3 separate regions of the Sus scrofa genome follow, and all the other regions are linked to region 3. Evidence: chromatin contacts called from public HiChIP or PLAC-seq data. All regions are on one chromosome and are shown on one strand. Each heading gives the region's core, a stretch centred on a gene start, on an enhancer-like site or on the middle of the called end of the contact. The rest is flanking DNA. Distances are from core to core; before and after follow the strand shown.

Region 1 (4,501 bases), core at 1,530-4,029, 320 kb after region 3:
GGATAGGAAGGGAGGACCAGGCAAAGGAAACAGCCTGTACAGAAGGCGCAGAGGCAAGGATCAAAATTGAAGAACTGAAAAAAGGTTCAATATGAGGGGGGATACAGTAATGACGTCCGAGAGCTGGGCAGGGGGGGCCAAAAAGGTCTCACAAACCACAACAGATGAGCTTTCCTTTTCTATCTGGGGGAAAACGGATTTAAAACAACTTCCTACTAAATCAAAGAGTCCACAAGCTTAACACCTAACTTCCCACACAAACATACCTGCAATGCTGTTATTATTATAGATATTCAATATATGCACAGTGTAGGGAAAATAGAGCAAAAATATATACTACACGCCAGAAGAGCTTCCAGAGAAACATCCCAACTGTAAGACAGTATTAGTTTCTTCTCTGTAAGACACAATCTGTATGAGAATAAGACATTCCAGAGCAAACACATAAAACAAGGTGCAGGTTCCCACAATAGCCCACCAACTTTACAAATGCTGTAAATCCAGTATTTTATATCCAAAGTACACCCTTTTTGTACTATAATGTGACATGCCCCCTTAGGATCACACACATAGGGGATAAAATCTGACACAAATACATTTGAATCTATACCAAATATAAAATAATCTAATTTATCCAGCAAGACTAGGGTAGAGGTATTTCTCACAAATTTTTTTTTCCATCTTTTTAGGGCCACACCCCCACAGCATATGTAAGTTCCCAGGCTAGCGGTCAAATGAGAACTGCAGCTGCCAGCCTACACCAGAGCTCACGGCAACACTGGATCCTTAACCCACTGAGCAGGGTCAGGGATGGAACTGGAGACCTCATGGATACTAGTAGGGTTCGTTAAGGCTGAGCCACAATGGGAACTCCACAAAAACTTACTTTTGAAAGACATTTCCGAATAAGTACCCATGAGTCTGCATCCTCTTAAGCCAATTGCGCAATTTTTTTTTTTTTTTTTTTTTTTTGGCTTTTTTAGGGCCACACCTGCAGCATATGGAAGTTCCCAGGCTAGGGGTTGAATAGGAGCTGCAGCTCCATGCCTACATCACAGCCATGCCAGATCTGAGCTGTGTCGGTGACCTATACCACAGCTCTCACTGAATCCTGGACCCACTGAGCAAGGCCAGGGATCAAACCCACATCCTCATGGATACTAGTTGGATTCGTTTCCACTTCACCACAATGGATACTCCCTGCAATTTAATCTTTACTCCACATTCTGGGCCATTATTTTGGAAATCAATGATAAGTTCCCATACTCATTATAAACAACAATTACCAGTATATAGTAGAGATAAATGCCCCTTCCTCAAAAGCACCCTTGATGGATATACACTGTTGTTGTTTTTTAATTTAAGCTACATACAGATTTAATTTCTTCTTTATCAGATTGTCACTCCTCATTAGCTACAATCCAGATGCCAACCCAGGCCTTCTAATTTGCTGCCTCTAGCTTCTGCCTAGGAAACCAGATAGCTATACTAGTTCAAGCTATAAGGAAAATGAATAAAGAATTGCTGAGTGAGTCTTTCCCACAAGGAATACATACATTTTCTGCCTTCAGTTTCGGCTGCTGGAAACAATTTAGCTTCTTAATAGGCATTCTCATTAATATCCCACGATGCCTTAAGTGATGAAGGCCACTCTACCTACAACTTTGTTACCTCCTGACAAGTCAGGTGTTCTGATCTAACAGTGATTGCTGGCTGGGTTTGCCTCCACCCCTCCTAAGTGCAAAAGACATGGAAAGTAGGGCCAAAATGCCCAGGTAACGGCAAACAAACCTAAATTTTCCTTAGTGGACCCTAGCAGAAGAGTGGCATTGACGATAATTCCAACTAAAATTTACTAAGCCTGTCTGCAACATTCTGAGCTCTTTCTATGTAGGAACGCATTTAAGGAGTTCAACATTTCTTACTAGCTCTGGCACAAGGAGGAGATGGAGACCAAGCGGTTTTAAAGGCATCCCAAAAGAAAAATGAAGCTATTACACTAAATCTTATCTCGAAACGCGAGGATGTGTGTAATACAGGAGTTGGAGCCAACTTCTGCTGCGAGCGAGCGAGCGAGCACTCCCCCGACACACCGGAAGTTTTGAAATACCCCGCAGGCTTCCCATAGGCAAAGTGCTTTTCCTTCACCCCATCTCTGCGAGCCCTCCCCAAGGTTCAAGGACCCGTCCGAGTTTTGCCGCCGGGCTAGGGCCCCAGCAGTGCCACCAAGGGAAGCCGGGCCGTCAATCACGGCCGGCCGCCAGCTCCTCGCCGCGTAACCTTGGCCGCTCGCGAACCGCGAATCGGGCAGGTGGGAGGCACCTGCGGCCCGGCCCGGGAAGCCGCGGCCCGCGGTCCGGGGTGTCTAAGGCGGACCGGCGCAGGCCCGGCTGACCGTCTCGGCCGCGCGAGCCCTCGAGGTGGCCCCGCGTGGGGCCGCGCAGCGGGGCCGGGCCCGGGGCTCGGTCAACTCGGCGGCCCGCCCGGCCCGCCCCCGGGGCCGCCACTCACCGAAGAAGCCCTGCACGATCCCCAGCGGGTGGCTGAGCCAATCCTCCCCACAGGGCATCTCGCCGACGGGCCGGAGCCGGCGCGGCCCGGCGTCCCGCGCCGCGGCTCCTCCTCGGGGGCTCGGCCGCTCCTCGCCCGCGCCCTCCCACGCAGGGTGAGCCTCGCGGCACCGGCCGCTCGGCCTCCCGGCGCCTCAGAGAACAGCGGCTGTGGCAGCAGCAGCCGAGGAGCTGCCGGCTACTGGCAGGCGCCGCGTGCGGAGCCCCCAGCCTCCACTTCGCACAATGGCGGGAAATAGGCGCCGCCGACCGCGCTGCCTGCGACCTGGGTGGAGCTCGCGCGGGGAGGGGCGGCGGGAGCGCGCTGCGCGGCCCCGGGCGGGAAGGCGGGGCCGGCCTACTGGGCGGGGGGCCGGCCGGCCCGGGGCGGGGCCGCGGCGGCGGAGCGGTCGCCATCTTGGAGACGGGCGAAAGGAAGGGCAGGCGCGGCCTCCGGAGCTCCGACCCTGGCGTCGGGGGCTGAAGGCGAGTGGTGCTGGGTGTCTCTCGCTGCCAGCTCGAAGGGGGAGACTCCCGAAGTCCGGTTCGTTTTTCATGATGCGAGGCCTTGCACGGTTTGGAGGCTGTAGCAGTCCAAAAGCACAAACCCAAAGAGACTTCAAAGTTATCTCTGGGCAAAATTAGAGGATAAAGCAGCCTTTCGTGTCTGCCCACCTTCCTCTAATTGCCTTTCTTTTTTTTTTTTTTTTCTGATGGCAACTCTCTTTCGTTCCCTGCCCAAAACCCTATGCAGTGACTTGCCCTCAGATGAAGTCTCAGCCCCCCAGGCAGGTGTGTGTTTAGATAGGGGAATTTGAAAGTCTGCAAGCTCCCTTTGCTGCCATCTCAGGCCTTGTAGAGGGACTAGGTCCTAAGTGAGAGGCAAGTTCATAACTGTGAAAATATACCCTGCCTAGAAGCTGGAAAGTGCGCTTTGGGGAGGTTCCTGCAGAATGTGTCAGGATACCCTCAGACAGTGGTAGCACACACAAGATAAGTCAACAGTAACCTTCGAATGAGGAAATTTGGAAATACCCAAGTTCTGTAGTGAAATAGTTTCCCCTAGGCCTGGAATAGGTCTGAGAAAACCCTGCTCATCAGCTGAAAACAGGTCGTGTTAAGAGAGGAAGGATCTGAATGGAGCCCAGAAAGCGGGCAGCTGGAGAACTGAGCTCAGATCTCAAGACCTCTTAGGGGCCAAAGGGGGTGTTTTTATTTGTCATCTTCAACTATTTATTCTCCCCATTGGTGGGGTGGGGGTTGGGGAGGTCAAGGTTGGTTGAATTGAGGATGCGGAATTTGCAAATACAGGGGGCAGAGTACTTTTTTTTTAAACAGCTGCACCTTTATGAAAGTTCCCAGTCTAGGGGTTGAGTCCGAGCTGCAGCTGCTGCCTATGCCGCAGCAGCACCGGATCCGAGCTACTTGTTTGACCCACGCTGTAGCTTGCAGCAATGTCCCATCCATCCTTAACCGCTGAGTGAGGGCTTGGAGCAAACCCACATCCTCACAGAGACAATGTTTGGTCCTTAACCCACCAAGCCATAAAGAGAACTTTTTTTTCTTTCTTTCTTTTTTTTTTCCAATTGTCTGGCTGCACCTGGGGCATATGGAAGCGCCCAGACCAGGAATTGCATCTGAGCCACAGCTGCAACCTACATTGCAGCATCCCTGGATACTTTAGTTCTTTAAACGACTGTGCTGGGCTGGGGATCAAACCCATGCCTCCACAGCCACCTGAGCTGCTACCCACTGCACCACAGCGGGAACTCCCAGAACATTCGTTTTATATAATGGACTTGAGCATCTGCAGATACCCGTGGGGTCCTGGAACCAACTCACCCCAACGGACACCAAGGGATGATGGTAATAGGCTTACTGTATTATATACATCTGGCTCTTGTGAGTTTGTGTGAGCTGAGAAAATGGTTTAAAATCTGGCATTACCACCA
Region 2 (4,008 bases), core at 496-2,995, 420 kb before region 3:
CTCTAAATTTCAAAACATCAAAAGAATTTTTCCAAACTTTGCTAGTTTATTTTGTAGGGTTAAATCTCCATTTCACTCTATTTTCTTTCCTACAAGTTAATCAACATCCTTAAACTTCTTGCCTGTTCTAATAATTGGTTTTTAAAACAATTACACTATTCCACAGAATGTGGCATTATCCTATTCCACAGACTGTTACGTCTCCCCCAAATTGTTACTTCTGGTTAAAATAACAAGCATGTGACAAAGAGATCTCTAGCCCTGACAGATTATCAGTAGTAATAATTGTATACAGACTAAAACTGACCTTTTCATAAGAGGATTTTCAAACTAACAAAATAAGCTCGCAAGCATAAAACTGTGACTGACACGGTATATTCATCTCCAGTACAGATGAGAACCAACCCTTGTTTGAGTAGAGGAAAGGTGAAAATATGAGCAATGGATACACTAACACTTATAAGCCCTAAATAATAATAAAAGTTGTTTAAGACCAGAGGCACGTATATTAGATTTGCACTTCCATAACGTCAACGTAATAAATGCCTCTTGAATAGACCGGCACACACACAAGTTTCCCAAAAGCTCCAGTGGCTTAAGTACACAAACGGAAATAAAAATCGCAAGCAGCAGTGCCATGGTGGGGAAAAAAAGACCGATCTGGAAGTTAAGAAACCTTGGTTTGGTCTCCAAGCTCAACAACTAACTCCCAGAGTGACCTTGGACAAATCTGTCTCTCTAGGCCTCACTTTCGTTATCTTTACGAGAGAACTTGAAGTCTCTCTCATAGTATTAACTCTGTCCCAACTTCTGAGAGTCGAAGTAAGCTGCTGACTGCCAATAATCAATGCCAGAAAACACAGGAAACCAGTTAAATGGGTCAGAGTCCCCGAAGAGGAGACAGTGGCCAGAGGGGAAAGGGACGTGGACCCTGACCCAGAAGAGCGAGGCGCTAGATTGGGGGGGGGGGGGCGCCCGGAGGTGTCAGCGGGAGGGCCGGAGGTGGGACCGCCGGCTCCCGGCCGGACGGGAGGTGGAGTCGAGGTTCTCGCGTGCATTGTCCCCGGGAGGGAGCCATGTTTCCTCCTCCCCGGCACTCCCAGATGGCGGCCGGGGGCGCGGAGCCTCAGCAGAAAGCCCGTGGTCTGGAGGGCAAGCGGAGGCGGGAAGGGAGAAGCTCCGGCCCGGGTAGGCCTGTCCCAGGAGCTGCGGCCCAGACGGCGGCGGGGGGAAGTAGGGTCCCCACAGCGACGGTTCCGGGCTGCGCGCCTCTCACCCCCACGTCGGTTGGAGCGAAAGAGGCAACATGCCCAACCACGGGCTGGGTCGGTGGCGGGCAGGCCGCATCGGCCTCCTGTGCAGCTGCAGGCGGGCAGCAGAGCAGAGAGAAGCAGTCCCCGGCCCCGCGACCTCCCAGGCCTCGGGCCGCCCCAGCCCGGCGCGCCCCGATCCCCTACTCACCGTTGGCGCGTTTGAGGGCATTTTCCGGCCTCTGGAAGTAGGCCGGCATCTTGGCGGCAGGCTCAGCTCACCCGGCGTTAGCGAACTCCTTAGGGGCCCGGGCCGGGAGAGGAGACGAAGGGGAACCAGCGCGAGGCTCCACGCGCCTCGCCAGCAGTCGCCCGCGCCCAGCCGGCCAGAGACGGAAAGGAAGAAGCCACGTGACCCCCGCGCGGCGGCGCCGCCGCCGCCGAGGCCCCGGATGTAGAGGCGGGTCTCCGCGCACGCACCGCCTCTCCCCGCGCGCAGGCGCGTTGGCGTCACGCGTGCCCGCTGACGTGGCGATGGCAGGCGTCCTTGAGTTCCGTCGCCTCTTCGGGACTCCGCTGGGAAACGTTAGGGAGCCGGTTGTCAGGCCTTTCGCTCCTGGAGCGAAAATCGGAGTGGGCAAGGTGAGAGTTGGGTCAGAGCTTCTGGCTGGCGAGAAGGCAGGTGTCTGCATAGAGTCGTCCCTAACTTGATTTATGCAAAGTTTTTCGAAGTTACCGTCAGGTCGCTCTGCCTAGGGAATGGCCTGACTTGGCTGCATTAATTGCCAGATTGGTTCATTTAACAAAAATACGTTGGGCAGATATTAGGCCAGCAATACTTGCCACTGGGAGATTGTGGTGACCTGTCACATGGCAGACTAGCATGAGGAGGGATGTAATAAATAACTAAACAAATAAGCGATCTTATTTCATATCTAGGTAAAATTTTAAAGCTGGTGACACAGAGGTTGCCTGGTCCCTCAGAGAAGGCGAGTTTTGAGCCGAGACCTGAAGGATGGGAATAGACTGTTAACAACAGTCTGACAGGGGACAAAAAGACCTGCAGCAAAACAGACCCTCAAAATATTTGAAAATATATGCGAGTGTTGTTGCCTTTATATTCAGCACATATCGTAAACACATGTAGGAAAAATGAGTGTTAGTGAAAAAAATCCATATATAACAGGCCCTTTGTTACAGTCTTATTATTGATTAATAATTTTAATGTGAAAACATTGTACGTAGAACTTGAAAGCCATTTACACTGAAGCTAACCATTCAAGCCTTGTGTGAAATTAAGATGAGTTCAGAAGAAAAATTCAGAAAGCACCAGTGGAATAAATTGTTGCAAATTTATTACGCATTTTGTAATAATAGATGGGATATGTGAATTGAGAGAGTGCTACATTAAGGAGTGAGGAAACTACAGTACCTGCGCACAGAAAGCATTTCCCCTGCATTCCTTTGCCTCATAAAAAAAGATTGTTCTATTTAACTTTATCACTGTGAAGAAAGAAAATTTCTCTTTTCTTTGTTGGGGCCCTGTGTGCAGTGGCTGCAAACAGCAGCCTGCCAGGTGATGTCTGCAGTTTGTCGCTTGTCTGGGTTGCCCTAGGGGATATAGGAGACAACCCTTTCCAGTGGACATTCATGATAGGCATGCTGTCCCCTATGTAGGCTCCAGACAGGTATGCCCCAGTGCCTTTGCAAAGCCCAGGGCACAGTGGCCAGGGTCCACATTGCTCAAGTTATAATGTCCACCTGCACCAAAGCTGCAGAACAAGGATCCCTATGCAAGGCCAAGTTCAAGTTTGCTGGCCGCCAGAAGAGCCACATCTCCAAGAAGTGGAGATGTACTAAGTATAATGAGGATAAATTTGAAAACATGGTGACAGAAAAGCAGCTTATCCCGGATGGCTTTGTGGTCAAAAGATCCCTAACGGTGGCGCCTGGACAAATGGTGGGCCCTGCACTCATGTCCTCCTTATGCCCATCAATAAACCCTACTTTCCAGAGTTCCCCTTGCGGCCCAGCAGAAATGAATCTGACTAGCATCCATGAGGACGAGGGTTTGATCCCTTGGCCTTAGCTCGGTAGGTTAAGGATCCCACGTTGCCATGAGCTGTGGTGTAGGTCAAAGACAGCAGCTCGGATCCCGTGCTGCTGTGGCTGTTGCATAGGCCAGCAGCTACAGCTCCTATTTGACCCCTAGCCTGGGAACCTCCACATTGCTGCTGGTGTGGTCCTAAAAAGACCAAAAAAAAAAAAAAAAAAAAAATTCCTACTTTCCTGTCAAGAAAAAGAAAAGTTGGGAAATGCAGACATTTAAAAAAATTACAAATTCTGAAAAAAAGTTTATTTTAAAATTAATTTCAGGGGAGTTCCTGTTGTGGCGCAACGGAGATGAATTTGACTGGTAACCATGAGGTTGGGGGTCCAATCCCTAGCCTTGCTCAGCGGGTTGGGGATCCTGCTTGGCTGTGGCTGTGGCTCCGATTCAACCCCTAGCTGGGAACCTCCATATACCACTGGTGTGGCCCTAAAAAGCAAAAAACAAACAAACAAACAAACAAACAAAAAAAACAGAGAATTCTCCCTCCAAAATGCTCAGATCTGTCAATGTCTGTGCTTCTCAAAAAACAATAGCAGGGTTGAGCAATAAGGACTAAGAAGCTGTAGGAACTGTTTTATGGGGCAGGATCAAGAGACTTGTTTGTGTATATAATAATTAAGTCAAAATTTAAAAGCTAAACATAAG
Region 3 (4,329 bases), core at 833-3,332:
TGCCCCCAAGTTCACTGAATGATAGTCAGTGTGGGAAGCAGGAGTTTTTCAGAGTCCAGACTCTGACCATCACTCCATAGGCCTGTAAATATCCAACCATAGGGAGTAGCTGATACGAAGACCCACATGGATACTTTGACTCACAGGCAACACAGAAATGTTTACATGACCACTAAGACTAAATATAAGCAATTTACAATAACCCTATGAAATCCTATTTTATTAGGGTGGAAACCCTACTTTATTAGGGTTCTAAATATTAAGTGCAATAACATGCATCATTTGATAGATGGGAAACCAGCTGTAACTGTTTAAAGAGGGATCTTTTATTCCCATTTTGCGGATCCTTATTTGCACAGGGAGGCTCCATAGCTAGTAAGTGGTGGAGGTGGGATTTGGATCCACCCAACTTAGCTTCCATCCTTTCTCTTAACCACTGTGTGTCTCATAAAATATGATATTCAGTGGGACAAAAATTCATGAGCCAACATGTACACACTGAGTATATACAGAAGCAACTCCTGGGGTGGAAGGCAACAGAAAAACCTCTCACCTCCAGAGTGGGGCCAAGCTGGGTTTGAAAGAGTCTCTATCACTTCCTAAGTGTGACTTGGGACAAGTTACCTAACAGCTCCTGGCTTCCCTTCGTTCCCTTCTCCATAAAGGGGCGAGAACAGTACCTATCTCACTGGGTTGCCCTTAAGAGTGAAGAGAGAATTCACCGAGAGCCGAGTGAACACAGAGAGTGGTCCCCATTAAGCGCTCAAAAGGGCGTAGCTGTTATCATGAACAAAAAGGGTAAGATGGTTGGAATCAAGGGCATGGTTTCATCATCACCGTGGGTTCTTTGTCCTGTCGAATCGCTCCAAATTGTCCTCGGGCTGGACCAGAGTGACCGCCAAGCCGAACCCTTTGCAAAGTCGGCTCTTGCCTGGGCGCGAACTGCAAATGCTGGACCAGAGGGATGGCCAAGCCGAAGTCTTTGCAATGTCGGCCCCTTGCCTGGGCGCGAACGCCCTTCACCTGGCGTTCACCCTTTCTTCACCCCACATTTCGGCTCCGCAGCCCAGAACAGAAGGCGCTCGGCAGCCCCAGCCCGGATGCCCGGGGTCCAGGCGTGCCTTCCTCAGGCACTGCACAGGCATCATTCACACCAACGCCTGCAGCAGAGACAGAGAACTCAAGAAAAATGGGGGGGCGGGGGCGGTGACGGTCTGCTTTCAGAATCTAGATCCCATACTACCTTCAAAGTTTGGGGGTGTTCTGGATCTCATTTTTCTCCCCGATCTTCACTAAAAAGAAAAGTGCTGCTGTTCCTCTTTTTAGACAAACTTCCTCCCCGGCGCACCTCTCGCGGCTCTGTGCTCCCGCCGCGGCTGGAACCGCAAAGACGCTGGACGGAGCTGGGAGAAGATGCCGCGCCCGGGCGGGAGGAAAGGATGCCCTGGACCGGCATCGCCGGCTCGAGCGGCTCATTGCTGCCCCTGGGGGCACCCCAGTCCCCCACCCATGGAGCCCCTTACCTGACGGCGGCCGCTTCCTGCTCAGCCGGCTCACAGCGCGGTTAAACATCGCTGCGACACCCCGGGGAGGAAGGAGGAGCAGCCGGGCGGCGCGGGCGGTTGAGCTGGGGAAGGCGAAGAGCAGGAGGAGGCCGAGGAGGAGGAGGAGGAGCCGGCTCAGGACCGCCCCGGAGCGCGCGCCCCCGCCCCACCGCCCTCCGCCCGGCCAGGCGCCGCGTGGCGCGCTCCTTGCGCCCTGCCCACCCCAGCTGAGGCCTCGCGGTCCAGCCCCGGGGTGCCTGGGCGGGCAGGGCGCGCACGGGTGACTCCCAAACACCAGAATCCGGCTCAGCGCCCGGGATGGTGCGCACGAGCGCAGGAGGAGTTTGCGCCGCCTAGGACTTAGGAACCCTGCCCAGGCGGTTCGCGCGTCCCAGGGACCCCTCGCTGCCCCGCGGGGCTGGCCAGAGAAGACGCCCGCAGTCCCGCCCTGCCCGGCCCCCAGCCGTCTCCCTGCAGCCACGAGAACCGGGAGCGGCACCGCGGGAGCACAGTGCTTCTTTGACTCCCTGCACTTTGGCGGGGAGGCAGGCCGGGGTCACATCCCGGCTCAGAGACCGGGAAGCCGAGGCCTTGAAGTGCTGCAAAACCTAGGCGTGGCCAACGGCCTTCTTCTTGTCCCGGTGATCTAGGATCCTTGCTCCCCAGGCTTGCCTGTCCCGCGACTCCGTGGGCACTGAGCCATCCCACCGCCACGAGAGCTAGTGCGGCGTCGCTGCCGAAACCCGGGCGGCGGTGTCCACCTGCAGAGCGAGCAGAGCTGCTGCGGGTGGGCGCGCCCTCTTCCAGGTGGGCTGCGTGGGTGCCGAAACTTGGGCGCTAGAGCCCTGGTCTCGAGGGAATTCTATAGGAACCCCTTAACGTTCCAGCCCAGAGCGATGCCTCTGCCCCGCACACCAGCTGACTGGAGGGAATAAGTTTAGGGACACGTGGCTCATCTTCCCGGAGGGCCTTTGAGCTCAACGCCCGGAATACGAACCACTAGGGTCCGCGCTGCGCCCTACTTCTGATTTCTCCTCTGTCACCAGTCACCTGCTCAGCGCCACCAGTTCTACTCGAATCTATTCTCATTTCTTCTGCGAAACAGACCAAGAGGGGGTGTCATTAGCCCCATTTTCTTGAGGATTTGGTTTGTGAGAAATTCTTTCGGGCGAGTCCTATTTTTCCCCTTGTGTATCTGGCTTTGTCTCTAAATTGGTCTTTATTTTTAGCTGTACTAATTGCTATTTTTCTCAACCGTTATACCCAGTCTCGATCCCCCTCCACCCATCCTTTCTCAGTATTTTCCCTAGTTGGCACTTTCTTTTATATCTGCTATTCTGAGCTTCCCATTCGCCAATTTTTCCTCCTCCCTTTACCCACCCCTTCAGTCCCAACCCCACCCGGCCCATTCCTGGCCTTCTGTGGTTGCCTCTCATTTCTCTCCCTACCTCCCCTTCCCCTCTCAAAGTATGCCTTTCCTCAGAGTATTTCTAACCCCCCCCACCCTGCGCCCCCTCTGCTGCATAGAGAGGCTTTTCTTACTCCTGAAGGGGGGGTGTGTGTGTGGGGGGGGTGCTTTCAGCTGCAACTCCAGGAGACCACTGTGGTCAGGAAAGTAAAACCCAGCTGCGAAGTTCAATTTTAAAAGCTTCTCTTGTTGTTGGGCTCCTCTGGGGCTGGGCTCCTGCTAGCTTCCTCTCATTGTAATGGGACTGAACGGGTGATGCTTAAAACTATAGGCTGCAGGTTCATCCATTGTAAAGGAAGGACCTTTCAACTCTGCAGAGTCTTGGATCCAGATGAGGTCGCTGCAGTTTCATTGCAATAACCAGGGACTTTGTGCAGCACACTTCCCCAGAAAACGTCTCCAGAGACCAAATTACAAGTAATCTTAACACAGGAAATAAGGACACTGGCACGATGGGTAAAAGTCAGGCACAGCTGAATGTTGCTAGGTCCACCCCGTGTCCTGATAAAACCGGGCATCGCCTAGGACATGCTTATGAATCTGTCCTGAGCTGAAGGGGCCAGGTTTTCCTGAAATGAAAATAGAAGAGCTTCAAATCACTTTTACTGTCCCATTAGCATATCAGATAATGAGTATAGGAATGAAGACCCACGATTAAGGTTTAATGTTTCAGGACACTAAAAGACTGTCCTCATGAAACTGCTATAAATACCTGTTTCAAGTGTCTGAAGATCCAAAAGCCAGTTTTCAACATGTACTGCACAAAAGCCTGAGTACCGAGGTACAGAACCACACAGTTCCTAAGTCTTGCCAAAAGAAAACACACACACACCCCTCCCGCATGATTCAGGTTCTGCCTGTGGCTTGCGGTGGCTAAAGATGCTTACCACCCAAATAGCATCACTCACTTTGTGTAGCTCATCTCAAACCTTTACAAACACTGGTAGCCAGTCTGAGCAAGAAAAGGACAAGCAGTCTGGCCCCTTCCTACCCCTGCTGGTCTGGCCTTTAGTTGCACAACTTTCATTCCAACCAGGAACAGAGCAAGAGACTAGAGTGTCCTGAAAAGCAGAACCCCAGAATGATCATTAACTTTAGAGTTTGCTGCTTTTTATTCTCAGAAACTTACAACTGGTAAGCTGTGAATACATTATAGAGTCTTTTATCATATACATAAAATAAAACATATTTGAGTCTCTTAGAAATTTCAACCATTTGAAGCAGGTGAGGTATGGTCAAATAAGTAATTATGTAAGCGCCCAGCTTGGAGTCAAGAGATCTGGGTACGAATCCTGGCCAATCTTTACACACAGCCTC

What was found. HiChIP or PLAC-seq counts read pairs in DNA pulled down with a chosen protein or histone mark.
Region 1: a contact with region 3 is called in an H3K27ac HiChIP or PLAC-seq map of alveolar macrophages. The contact joins the promoter of MCMBP here to the promoter of RGS10 in region 3. A contact is called at or near these places in 2 of 2 datasets of contacts at active chromatin or transcription factors (alveolar macrophages and skeletal muscle).
Region 2: a contact with region 3 is called in an H3K27ac HiChIP or PLAC-seq map of alveolar macrophages. The contact joins the promoter of FAM45A here to the promoter of RGS10 in region 3. A contact is called at or near these places in 1 of 5 promoter capture datasets (fetal liver) and 1 of 2 datasets of contacts at active chromatin or transcription factors (alveolar macrophages).

Annotation. Positions count from the first base shown.
Region 1 is chr14:129,739,426-129,743,926 of Sscrofa11.1, forward strand. It overlaps MCMBP (minichromosome maintenance complex binding protein), which reads right to left and starts at 2,780. Exons shown (of 16, transcript NM_001243591.1): 1 at 2,512-2,780. The coding sequence starts at 2,569.
Region 2 is chr14:129,005,464-129,009,471 of Sscrofa11.1, forward strand. FAM45A (protein FAM45A) reads left to right here and starts at 1,746. Exons shown (of 9, transcript XM_013983795.2): 1 at 1,746-1,892. EIF3A (eukaryotic translation initiation factor 3 subunit A) reads right to left here and starts at 1,705. Exons shown (of 22, transcript XM_001928342.6): 1 at 1,462-1,705. The coding sequence starts at 1,510.
Region 3 is chr14:129,422,068-129,426,396 of Sscrofa11.1, forward strand. RGS10 (regulator of G-protein signaling 10) reads right to left here and starts at 2,083. Exons shown (of 5, transcript XM_001927416.4): 1 at 1,524-2,083. The coding sequence starts at 1,572.